2 separate regions of the Anas platyrhynchos genome follow, and region 1 is linked to region 2. A link is a contact called in public Hi-C data. All regions are on one chromosome and are shown on one strand. Each heading gives the region's core, a stretch centred on a gene start, on an enhancer-like site or on the middle of the called end of the contact. The rest is flanking DNA. Distances are from core to core; before and after follow the strand shown.

Region 1 (6,408 bases), core at 1,245-3,744, 81 kb before region 2:
AAATGCCCACCCCTGTTTGACCAGCCCTGGCAGTGCAGCTGTAAAAATCCCAGCTTCTGCAAGCTGCTGCCTTTGAAAGCTCTGCCTGCCCTCGAGATATCTTCTGACGCACGCAACCTCCTCGCTGACCATATTACAGCACACACCCGAGCCTTATCTCTGGCCCCAAGAGACATGGTCTGCATAAGCACAGCCAACAAACAGGAGCATAATGAGCCCTCCTCACCACCCCAAAGCTGAAGGTGAGATGCCTTTTTAATAATAGGGTATTTGGGAGGATTTATAGGCGCTGGCTGTTTCAATACACAAATGACAGTATCAATCAGAGCCAGACAGCAGAGGAGGAAAGCAATATACCTGCTAGGTGAGGGGAATGCTGATGTGAGACGCAGGCGGCAGGGGCTGTGGCCAGCAGGAGCTGAGGCTGGTGTCTGTCCCTCCCTGCCTGGCAAGAGAGGTTGTAGCTAGCAATAAACCTGAACGAAAAATTGCATTCTGCATCCTAAAAATGTTTGGGTTGTACCTGAGGACCAACTGAGGCTGGAAGAGCAGAGGAAGTCTGGTTGCAACATTCTTTAAAGACACCTCAAGGAAAGAAGAGTGATTTGAGGCAACTGGTGATGTGTGAGCAGGTGACAATCCCCCGTGGCTGCATGCATGTCCTGTACAGTGCTGCACACGAGCTCAGGCAGCCTGGGGCAGTGCCTGAGCTGACAATCGAGCCAACTGGAAGCCACAGGACATCTGTGCTGGTCCGCCAGCCTTTGTGTCCTGCACACAGGAGGGGAATAGCTGTAACACCAGCTCAGGGCAGAGGCTGTTCTGACAAGGGCCTCAAGGTTAGAGACACTGTTTGTTTTCACAGTGCTTGATCGGCAAAGCCAAAGCAGAACAGGAGCCTTCCTATCCAGCAGGATTATTTTAATTCAGATTCACCCAGAGAGAATTGTTTAATTTGAGCGGGTCAGGGGTTCAGCTCTACTCTATGCTTGCCTAGCTATTGAACGGATAATAAATACCAAATACAGTTTGAAAGGACAAGTTGCATTCATGTATTTTCAAAGATTTTCAGCAAGTCTTCTGGGCAATGCTCCTAGTTTAGAGCTTACCTGGAGACTAGAGAAAGCTATTAAGTTGTGGGTTTAATTGTCTTCCTCCATTAACTGTGAACACCCTGCACAGTATCCTTTGCGTACCACTCCTGTGGCCGCTCTGCTGAAACAAGTGCTGGTAGGGAGTGGGCTCCCAACACACCGACTCTGTTGTGACTTTGAAAAAAAAACATTTTAGAATAAAACCCAGGCCCTCTCAACTGCTTTCTGAAAAAAAAAAAAAAAAAAAAAAAAACGTATGTGTACCCTGGTGGCTAGGGGCTATCAGCTGAGAGAGACTCTTCAATCCAGGCTGACCTCACAGGTCTCCTGCATGCCACCGCCTGCTGGAGCCTCTTCACACTCCTTAAATATCACCACATCAGCTGAACAGTGACCTGAACCCAGCCCTCTCAGGGCTACCAAGTACAGCTTTTCTACAAAGCGAAACAGCTCCAGTAGGACAAGTTGATAAAACCCGCCCCAAAATTGCTGTGAACCCAGTGCATGACGTAAGGACACATTCATCCCAGCTCACGTTCAGCAATCTCCCACATTTCCTGATGCCCAGAGGAGTGCTGTAACCCCCATGCTATTCACTGTAACACAGCACGCAATTGTTTCTCTGCATGTCTCTGATCCAAGCAGAGTTTAATCAAAACCACCTCTCCTTTTTAGAAGTATTTTCTGAGCAAAACTATTTCATCAAAATATTTTCAGCCCCTTCAAGTGCAGCAGCTCAAACCCATTTGCTGCATTGTGCATACTCTGCAATTTAGCAGATCAACAGGCAATCTCTGCCTTTGTCGCTAGCTACAGTGAGACCCTTTGCTGCTGCAGACTCCCTTCTTTCTGTGTCCCTTTAGCAACATTTCTGCCTCCAGCTTCTCTTTGCTTCCATTGTAGATTCACTCACACTCAGGAGCAAAGTCAGCGTCTCATTCACAGGACAGATGAGGGAGAACAAAAAGAGGGCTGAAAACACACCTCTCTTGTAGAAGGGAAAGCTGAAGTCTCTGTCATTCTGCCGGGCAAACAAAGAAAGCACCAAAGGAACTAACTTTCCTTTGGTAACAGCCTCAGTGAAATACAGCTCCAAGCTGGGACATGGGGAGCACACTGTGAGCAACTGGGTTAACAGAGCCAGCTCCCAAACGGTGCAGGGCTGCACATGTCCCCTGGCGCTCTGTGAATTGCACCTGATGAATTCCTTCCATGGTTCCCCTCCTTTCTCCCAGCAAGGTGAGAGCACCTGTCCAGCACCCCCCGTGTAACCAGCACAAACCTTGCCAGAGCTCATCTCTGAGATTTAGCTGTGCTTTCAGTGCCACTGCATGGCCAGCCAGGGGACTGGCATTAGCTCCACTAACTTTGCATCCACCCACTGCAAGATGTTACAGATGTGCAGCCCAGCTCGCAGAGCTCATCGTGAGTCACTGCTGCGTCAGGGACACAGAGGAGCACAGTCTAGCAGGCAGCAGAGACTCCTTCTCCACGGACGTCCGCAGTCTGATGGATGAGCCAGGCTCTGAAGATGAGGTTACTCATGTTTTCCAGACATTTGGTCACTCCTGGCCCTAAATAATTAAGTCCTTACAGAGAGATACCTCAGTTTCCCCATCAGCACAGTCAAACACAAATTACTGTAGTCACCACTCTCCCTCTGTTTCAAGAAAAAGAAAAAAGAAAGAAAGAAAGAAAAAAAAAAAAAAAACTTGTACTATTTCCCAGCATAAAGACCTTACAGTCACCTCACAGATCTTGGGAAAGAGCTGCAGCAATTTCTCCCTCTTCCTCCAGGGCTTTAGGGCTCATTACCAAACTAACAGATAGACTGGGTTCGCACATTAGGAGCTTTTCCATAAGACAATCTATCTGCAATTCAAACAGTTTAGAGCACAGCATGAACAGAACACAATTTATCTTAATTGAAAATGGCTCCAATCTGGCACTGTTTGTCTTAGAAAGTGGGTCTCCCTCCCAGGGTTATTCAAGTTACACAAAGCTCTGTGTCACCGCAGGTGTGTGCAGCCTGATGCTGAGCACTTTCTACTCGAGGGGAAAAGCAAGGCACACAGCCCTTCTGAAGGGTCACTTGTAGGACACCACCAAGTCCCTTCTCCTGAGCAGCTGGAAGACAGAGGCACCAGCTTTGACCAGTTCTCTGGCTAGAACATGCTCCTCCTCTGCGCTCCTAATGCCAAGGCGCAAGACAAATTCTTCCTCTTTGGTGAGAGCAGCAGCAAACTGTAACTCTGAGATAAGGGAAGCATCAGAGACTCCTGTCATCAGCCCAGGTTTATCATGCTGAAGACCCAGAGGCTTTGGATGATGGCAGTACGAAAGATCATAGCAAGCCGTAAAACATCCTGACCCCGGATAATTGAAGGATTTTTTTCAGGATTTTTCTGTCAACTCCAAGACTTCTCCCCTGCCCAAGTCACATTAAATGCCTTGTTTCCCTCCCTATAATTTATAATGTTTTTAAATAAATATCACTTTCTAAAAAATGTGTCACATTTTATTCTGAGCTTGTCAAAGCAAAACATTTCCTGAAAAATTTCTCCCTATTCATTTTTGGCCCAAACAATTCACTGAACTTAGGCAGGTTCCCAAATTTTTTTCCATAAAACTATTTTTCAGTGAATTAACTATTCCTCAAAAGGCATTTCCCCCTCTGCTGATGGAGTCTACCATTTTCTTCTTTGATGTGGCAAATAATAAAAGACAATTAAGTGAGAACAAAACACTCCTTTACCACTACACAAGCAGTTCCACTGCCGACCACTTTTTCATGTTAGGCACAGGCTCCTCTGGCTTTCAGAGACCCAAAGGTTCTCCAGAGAGAGGAAATTACTTGCCTACAGCCACACGGAGTCAATGGCAAGGCAAGAGAGATCTCTTGCATTGCAACACTTTGCTTGAACCGCAAGACGCCCTTGAGAGGAAGAGATTTATTTCTACAGTTTCCTGATTTGCAACAGAAGTACCACCACAGGGGTTAGCGAGGAACAATCATTAGCAGAAATACCAGAGCCTTGCCTAAAAGCACCAGTTACGACAAGTGCTCTGTGCAAGATGTCAGTCCTGCACCTGGTGGGAGACAGGCCTTGGCACGGAGGGCTTGCAGTCTGCGAAGATGAGTGAAGGATGCAAGGGGAAGCATTAGCCCCCTTTGAACGCGGACAGATGCACTGATTCTGGGGCTGCACAGCATCCACAGCATTCATTCCACATTCCCACAGCAGCAGCCCAGCAGTTTATCTAGGCCAGACTTTCTCCCCTACTATATATTAGCTGGGAAACTGCACTTCATCTGTGCAAATCTCCCACTTCTCCCTAGCTACCGCTGAGACTCCCATTAATGCATCACTCCGTGCAAACTGCCTCCTTCCGTGCAGACTGGCAACGATCGGGGTGAGGTTGTGTGGAGGATATTTCTTTTTAACCCATCAAATAAAAAACAAAGAAAGCTCTATAGGCTAACCATGACGGGACACAGTACATCATGTCTGTTTCTAACTCCTACAGCTCTTTGAAATCTCATCATAATTGTTCAGCCTCGTTCCCCAGAAGCACAACACCAGTCAATGCTCAGCAATGACTGAACGTTATGAGCCCTGCCTCGGTGGGGACCTCAGTTCAGGCTGCTGTCACGTGGAAATCTCACCAGAATGTGCCCAGATGGACAGACGGCCACCAAACTCCAGCCAGCCTGGCACAAACCCATTCCCACCTGGAAACATGGCAGAGCTGGCACAGAGCTGCCCCGCTCCTGCTCATGCTCAAAGTACCTCTGTCTGGCTTTTTGCCACTGTGCTGCGCAGACATATAACTTACAGATGACCTTCCATGCTGTGTTAATGCTGATAGCTTTTGGCAGCAGTGTTAAATTGGGCACCCAGATGCCTAATAAGTTTGTTCCCTCATTGGGTTTCGTTGGTCCAATGCACAAGGACAAACAGAGCTTTTTCCCCTTCCCTTCCACCTTTCCTTAGCTGTAACGGATAACAACCTATTATCGTTATTTCTCTAGACTCCGATTAGAAACACAAATAAGATTGGTATGTTTTCTGAACTGCTTTTTTTGTAATTAACATTCTGCTGGACATTCCAAGCCCGAGGAGTTCCAAGGACACGGGGACGACACAGCACCGCAGCTGCACATGAAACCTCACCACACGAGCGCCAGCACGTAGCCAGCAAGCACGATGTATCACTCTGCCCCTGAACTCTTTGAGGAACACAACACTACAAAGGATAAAATCCCGAGTTATGGAGCTGTCAACGACACTTCCCCGTGGCTCCTCGGTCCCGTTTTCTTCCCCCTCCTCAGAGCCCAGAAGATGGCGCCGGCCCCTCAGCCATCGCCGCCCGCAGCGCAGAGGGAGCCACGGGGCGGGCACCTGCGAGGCGCTGAAATAACATACGACGGAGGAAAGCTCCTTGTCCCCCGGGGCAGCGGTTAAAATAAAGCAGCCCCTTGCCATGCCTGCGGGGGAACAGGAGCCATCGCCCACGCTGCTTTTCTTGCAGGTCCCCCGGGTGAGATGCGCCCGTGAGTGCCAGCCGCCTGCATAAACGTGAACCCGCTGACACCCCGGGAGGGCCCGGTGGGGATGCTTATCATTTCAATTTTACATAAAAACGTGCTGGTTGGCACTTGAGGCGCTGTGTCAGCCCCGAGGTGGCCGCCTCCAGCCTGGCCTTGGCTCAGCAGCACTCCCCCAGGCCCAGCCAGCAGCCAGGCAGAGCCTCACCCAGGCCCCCATGCAGGAGGAGGTGAAAGAGGTGCATACAGAGCCACCCCCTTGAGGAAAATGCCAGTTTTTCTATTATGACAGCCTTCAGCTGGCAGGATTAAAGCATGACCTAAAGAGATCAGGATGTTCGCCAGCTACGGAACAAGTTTTCTGGCACCAGATGGAACAGTTCAGGGAACCAGCAGTGAGACAGCCTACAAACGCCTAGGTCTGGATCTGAGACTGGGCAAATTTATCTTTGCTTTGGATCTGGCTGCAAATGAGTAACACACTTTCCATGGCACTGTCCTCAGTCATCACCACCTCGAAATTGCCACTGAGTGATTGCCAAACAGAAACACTGCAAATTTGAGTTGCCAAGTTAGCCAAAACCAGGCTGGTGCTTTCAGGCTGTGACAGGAGCTATGTCAAGGAACAGTTGATATGACAGCAGGGATTAGGTGCTTGCGACAGACCTCAGGAAACACAGGAGAAGACATCCACTTGCTAACAACACAAATGCAGCATAAAGGGTTTGTTGTTGTTGTTGTTGTTTTTCTACATGACTGGTTCTT
Region 2 (6,462 bases), core at 2,559-5,058:
AGAGAAATGTAAGTTTTTAGAGCAGCAGACAGTTGCTGCAAAGGACACACAAACAGCTCCACGCCCTCCTTTCTTTGAGAAACCAAAACCCACTCGTTGCTTTATCAGTTTCACCAGGATGTTTGTTTGCTAGGAAGCACATCCCCCCTCTCCTGTGAAACCCTGCATGTCAGACTGAGCAACGCATCTCAGGAGCTGACAACCTCTCCCACACCTGGCCCAGTGAAGAGAGATGTACACTGCAGTTCTCACGTCCCCTGTGAATAATTTCTTGAGACAGGGGCTTCTACAACAGCTGTGGGTTTCCCTGCCTCCTCCTCCATGTTACCCTTTGCAGTCAAAGCCCGGTACTGCATCAAAAACCAGAGAAGTGCTCCCTCTCTTGCTACTGAAATGAGCAGGAATTGCCGAGCGTGTCAGCACACACCTCAACAAAGCTAAGAGCATTGGGTGCCACCAGGTTCTCATGTTTCCAATTAGTCTGGAAGCTGAAGAGCAATTTACCATGAAATTTATTTTCACTTAGGCACCAAAGTAGCCAGTAAGAGCTCAATGAAAGAAGATCGTGCTTCCCAGCCAGCCCAGTTGCTCAGAACAAGTGCAGTTCTAAGTTCTAAGTTGCTAAGTGCCATGCCTGTTGCCTGAGTTACGTGCCTCCCCTGCCCATATGAACCCATTCGAACCTAAACCCTCCACCAGAGGGGGGGAGCCCAGTCGGTGTCCCCCCGCCCTGGCACCCAGCAGACCCTGCGGTACGGTGGCGCTGCTGTGGCTGAACGCAGGCTGTGTGCTCCTGCCTCTCCCGAGCTAACCCAGCGGGGCTGTGTTGTGTGCTTGCAGGGGGATGACGACCTGATGACCGTGTGCATCGGTGAGATCTTTCTAGAGTTCGTCAACATGCTGCCGGCCTTCCAGACCTACTGCCTTCAGCAGTCCTCCTCAGTGAACATGCTCAACGCGCTGGAGAAGGAGAAAGAGCTGCTCAGGTGAGAGGAGGGCTGGTGAGTGTTCCTTGGGGCTTTGAGGGCCGGAGAGCACCAGGCTGAAGGCAAAGCCTTTGTCAGCTCAACTAGATCACAGGTTTATTGCTGATGTTCTTCAGCGATGAGCTGCTCTGGCTTAGGGTGAGGAGTGTGCTTGAGGCTCCCAAATATGTTCAGCCCTTGATATCTTCACTGAAGCAGTCTCTGTAGTTGGTGTCCAGCTGTATCCTGTATTTTGGGGTACTAGTGTTTGCCCACTGACCACGGGGCTGAACTTTCACTAAATAATGTCACTTATAAATTTATAATAATAAATTATAAATAATAATAATAAAAAAATATAAAAAAACAATACATTTTCACTAAAAAGCTGAGAGCAGCTCTCAGCAGAGCACGGTTTGGATTCCCACTGGGGAAAGCCACTGCGTGAAGCGTGCATGACTTGAATCATATCCCGTTCCGAGCCCCAGCCTGCTGGGCCAAGCTGGGCTAGTCACTTCTCTGTTTCCACTGCAACAGCTATAAATTGATGACGGTACCAAACTCCTGTTCAGAGCTTTGTAATCGAGTGATGAAAGGACCTACACACAGATGTAACCTGATAAAAGCTGATGTGCCTGCCTCAGGCCTACCTCAGCATGCGCCACGGGAAGATCACACCCTCACTGCTCTATGGTGATTTCATAGGAGACTGCTAGGATGTTATGTGATAGTGTTCCAGGCCCCTTTTTTTAATTTTTGAGAAGACAGAATTCACAATGCTATTAAAACCAAGGGGGCGGGCGGGGGCTGCAGTGCTCAGGATTTCATCTTAGTGCTTAGGATTGCAGCAGCTGCCGGCAAAACAGCCCCTGTTTCATTCCCTGTCCTTAAATCCCTGCAGGATATTCCTCGACGTGTCCCAGAACGATAACACGGCGCTGCGACGGATGAACCTGCGCTCCTTTCTGATGGCCCCTCTGCAGAGGGTCACCAAGTACCCCCTGCTGCTCAGCAGAATCATCAAGGCCACCACCGAGTACCACCCAGACCACGGCAGCCTGCGGGAGGCCAAGAGCCGCATCGAGTCCCACCTGGAGCACATCAACATGAAAACCAAGCAGGAGGGCAACACGTGGACCCTCCGCTCCTTTCGGCAGGACAGCAAGAAGAAGAGGGAAGTCATCAACATCGAGATGAGGGAAACCGCCCTCAAAACGGTGGGATGGCTGCGGGAGGAGACACGCTTCGTGATGGAGGGGGCCCTGCAGCTGGCCCAGCCCCCTGACGGCCAGTGGGTGAAGAAAGGCAGCAAGACCCTCAAGTTCCAAAACATGCAGGTCCTCCTGCTGGTCAACATGAAGCGCGTGTCCGAGTCCAGCCTGGAGCTAGCTGAGCCAGGGCCCGTGAAGGACGCCGTGCTGGTGCTCATCAGGGACAAAAACAATGGCAAGTTCCATTTGCTCAGGGAGCCCTTGAGGCTGAGTAATTGCATCGTCTCCACTGATCCTGACTGTGACGACACTTTTGAACTCATTGAGATCAGGCGGGAGGCGTTTGTGTTCCGGGACAGCGACCGGGCACGGACTCACCACTGGTTCAGGCAGATCAGGCGCTACTCAAGGGAGCTGGGCTCCTGGAAGAAGCGGCGCAATGCGCTGCCCAACATCATGATCAGCACCCCGCACACCCGGCCCTGAGTCCTGCGTGGGCAGCACGCGGGGAGCCTCGGTGGCTTCGACTTGCTCCGCTCCGTGGACGACACAGAAAGGAGCCTCTGACCCAGAAAGAGTTGTGGCTCCTGCCCAGCAGCACTGGAACTGAGTGTTACAGCCTAATCCTCGTCTCCAGCCTCAGGACTCACGTCCTGCGTGTGGCCGAGGGACCTGCACGCAGGGGCTTCTCTTGAGGAGCAGGCCCCTGGAAGAAAATACTGAGTTTTAGTTGTTAATATTGCACTGTGGGAGAATGATGTGTGATGCTTGCATTTGCATGGATTCTGTTGAAAGCCAGTCTTGACAACATGAGAGAGGTTTCCACCATTGTCTATATTTCATCAGCATTAGGTAAAGTCAGGGTTAAAATTAGGCGCAGTATTATGCAGCAGAGGAGGAAAGTTGGAGAAAATGTTTTTCACCACTACTCCCCTAAGGACTATATTTCATTTTTCACCTTTGTATGTTCAGTCAAAATACTTGTTAAAAAAAAGAAAGGTCGTTCATCTTTAATCCAAATCAAGTATGTATCGGTTTGCTCAGATTCAGCTGCATGCACACAGCAAACAAAGACAAAATCAGGCAAGAATAAAAGGAACTCTTGCTTTCTCACACATGCACCCCAAATACATCTAGAACCTGTGGACGAGCAGTATGCTCGCACTGGAAGTCTGTTATTTAACCGGCTTAGGGACTGGAACGTAGCACTGCATCTGAAATGTCTCAGACATGTATGTAAATATCTCTCTGCTACCACTAATAGTGAACCTAAAATGCAATTATTTAAATGATGTAATCTAGTGTATTTCAAAATTTAATGGAAAGGAACAATTTACATTGTACTGTAGAGTAACATAAAAGGTTTTAATAATTATGTTTCAACGACTTTAGGTGGGTATTTTTTTAAAATCTTTGGGTTAGTTTGTTTTCTGGAGTAGATATTGCATTTAGTGCGAGTGGCGTTCAGGGGAACAATGTGCCCATGTCTGTTCTTTGGATGCCCTGAGCAGAATCCAGGGGGTAGTCCTAATGAATCTGGGAGAATGGTACAGCCCTGCTGCCCTTAATTATCACCGGACAACAATCGTCTGGCACAAAGCGTTCTGCCCTGGCTGCAGTCCCACCAGGGCAGGGCAGGCCCCAGCACAGGAGAAGCCAGAGCTGAAACTGAGAGCACAAAGCTCTCCCCTCTAAGGTCTGGCCTCTCTCAGCTCCTCAGCAGCAAAATTCCATGAAGCTGAACAATGGTAAAAAGGCAGAAAGGTTCTAACCTTTTCAGCCTGACATTCCCACTGCCTGTGGCCTTGTGATTACAGGTTCAGCAAAATGTCATGCCGTGACTTATGCAGCAAAGGCCAGATCACAGGCCGAGAGGCTAAATTAAAGGAGCCTGAGTTTTGGTTGGCGGATCACAGAGAACAATCTGTAAATGTTCTTGGAGATCATCCCTGGGGGAAAGACAAGACCAGTCAGTATTAATCACTGTCAACAAAACATTTCTGTTACAGGAGGATTCACACTGGGAATGTATCTGTGCATTTCTCCAGAGATCACCTAGCACCAGCGAGCCCGCAGACGAAGGCAGACAGAGGCAGACCTTTGTGGAGGTAGCCCTAGTCCTGTAAAATCACCGCCAACCCAACACCAAACCCTATCCCGTTCGTTGTCCCTCTGCCACAGCAGCCGGGGCTTGTTATGTGCTGCTCCAGACACTGAGGCAAACACGGTCAGTGCAACGTGCTTACCGCCTGCATTTCCTCGTCATCCTTAGCGCTTCATTTTGTCCTTGAGGAAACGGGAGTTTCCGCATCATCTGGAGGCTTTGCAACCACAGTACCCAAGAGGAGGGTGGCAGCACACAGCTGAGCACCGTAGCGAGTGGCAGCTGCCCAAATGCCTGCCAGGGCAGCTGCCCGGCTCCCTCCAGTGGCTCGGAGTCCCCCCCCAGCTATTTCTAGTTAGAAAACAAATTGTTCCCCAAAATATGCATTGAACAGCCAGTTCACAACTAACACAAATAGCTTTTATGATTTTTTGTTTTTCAAATAAATTGTCACGTAAACAGTGAAGCTGCTGGAGGAAGATCTCTCTGACCCTCTCCTGACAGCCCCGCATCTAGCAGCCTTCCAGCTCCATTCCCACGACAGGCACAAAGCACCAACTCCTTGCACCTTCCTTTTCTCTCCCAGATCAAAAGGACGCAGCTGCCTTCTCTTCATTCCCTCCAGTGGCAGTCATGCTAAGAGAAAACATAAGCACAGTAACCTAATAATTTATCCAAACAGCAAGTGGCTTTCACAGCCCCAGAAAGCTGCTCCTTTCTGGGAGGTTTTTGATTACTTTCTAGCACGATGGTTTTCTCCACTCCAATTCACAATCGAATCCAGCCATGAACTGTTTGCACAGTCGTATCTTTATATCGAGATACCCCCAGCCACCCTGGCTGTTCCAAAAGGTTAGAGAACAATAAGTAGATGTAAGAGGTCTACTTTTTCGCATCAATCTTGCCTATGGATGATTGTTCAGTTTTTCACATTCTGGGTTCCTCTAGGTATCACAGGAAACACCTGCCAGCTAGGCTGGTAGCAAACAGGGCCTGTTTCCTCTGAACCAGGCAAACTCCCCCAAAGAAGGTCGGTAAATAATTGCCCTCTGTTGAGTTACAAGCAGGACGTGTACTCGGCGCTGCAGCCCTGTCCTAAAAAACCTGTGGCCAGGGAACAGTACGAGCTCTTTGATCTGGGACAGCCTGCTATGGCAAGCGACAGACTGATTGTGGAACCTGTCAGGCGAGGCAGAGGCTGTGTTTTGAATGTTATTTATCTTTTACTTATCCCGTGTGTACTCAGCTGCGTGCCTGCTTTTAAATTACAGGTGTTGAAAGGGAGCCCAAGCACAGAACAATCCCTCTGGCCCTGCGAGCACTCGTGCTGTGGGGTGAGCCTGCAGAGGAAGGAGGAGCAGTGTCAGCGCACTAACGAGGCAGTAAGTTTCCATAATCCTCAGGCACCTTCCTGAACCTGGATGATCCCTCTCCTGGGAAGTCCCAGGTCCTTCAGTATCACATGTACACATCTTACTTGACAGCCCTAGAGATTAGCTTCGTTGTAGTTTTCCATTTCTGATTAAGCTGACAAAATGCTCTTATAACCCGTGGCACTTGGGAACAGGTTTGTCTACAAGCCCGGGAAGTAATTACTTGTTCCAAACTGGCCTTCCTAGGGCTCTACAGGATTTTTACACCTCTTAGAATTCATGAATGACAATACTAAAAAATTAATGACTGACCATACTCGGGTTACTTTTCAAGACTCCTTCCAACTGCACTTGCCTTGCTAGTATGAGCAGGCCAGAAGGAAGACACCCTCTCTGAAGTACTACATTAGGGGAAAAAATAAAAAAAAAGTCAACTGGTCACTTACCAGGTGGGAAAAGAAAAAAAAAAGAGAGAGAAGGCAGGCTTTCTCATAGTTTCTGCAGTTTTTACCTCAAAAGGCACACACACACAAAAAGCACCAGTGAGATCAGGTACTGAAGGAAGGAAAACCCACTTTAAGCCAGCATGCTGGGTGGGACAGCCTTAGAAAACATGGGGAGATGAAAAGTAAATGCTTTAGAAAGCAGAGATACCTGCTTTAGGGAACAAATAGAGATCTTCCCTTTTATAGTGAAAGAAAACGTGAAGTGGTACTGACAGAAGACCCCAGCAGAGCCAGAGGTTTGCTGTTACCCCTCAGAGCACTGAGCCACAGAAGTGAATCTGATGGGACCCTCCCCACAGTTGA

What was found. Hi-C and Micro-C count contacts between places; a contact is called where the count stands out from the background.
Region 1: a contact with region 2 is called in a Hi-C map of liver, with 4 times the contacts expected there. The contact joins two enhancer-like sites.

What each region holds. Positions count from the first base shown.
Region 1 is chr7:14,786,422-14,792,829 of IASCAAS_PekinDuck_T2T, reverse strand. No RefSeq gene overlaps it. Among named protein-coding and RNA genes, the nearest start is that of EAF2, 26 kb to the right of the region's middle. Within about 2 kb of position 2,494, at least 3 of the 8 cell types and tissues checked have an H3K27ac peak or open chromatin away from gene starts, as enhancers often do.
Region 2 is chr7:14,706,682-14,713,143 of IASCAAS_PekinDuck_T2T, reverse strand. LOC101792439 reads left to right here. Exons shown (of 10, transcript XR_011810577.1): 6 at 841-986; 7 at 1,867-3,028; 8 at 4,186-4,284; 9 at 5,552-5,662; 10 at 6,346-6,462. Among named protein-coding and RNA genes, the nearest start is that of TSN, 12 kb to the right of the region's middle. Within about 2 kb of position 3,808, at least 1 of the 8 cell types and tissues checked has an H3K27ac peak or open chromatin away from gene starts, as enhancers often do.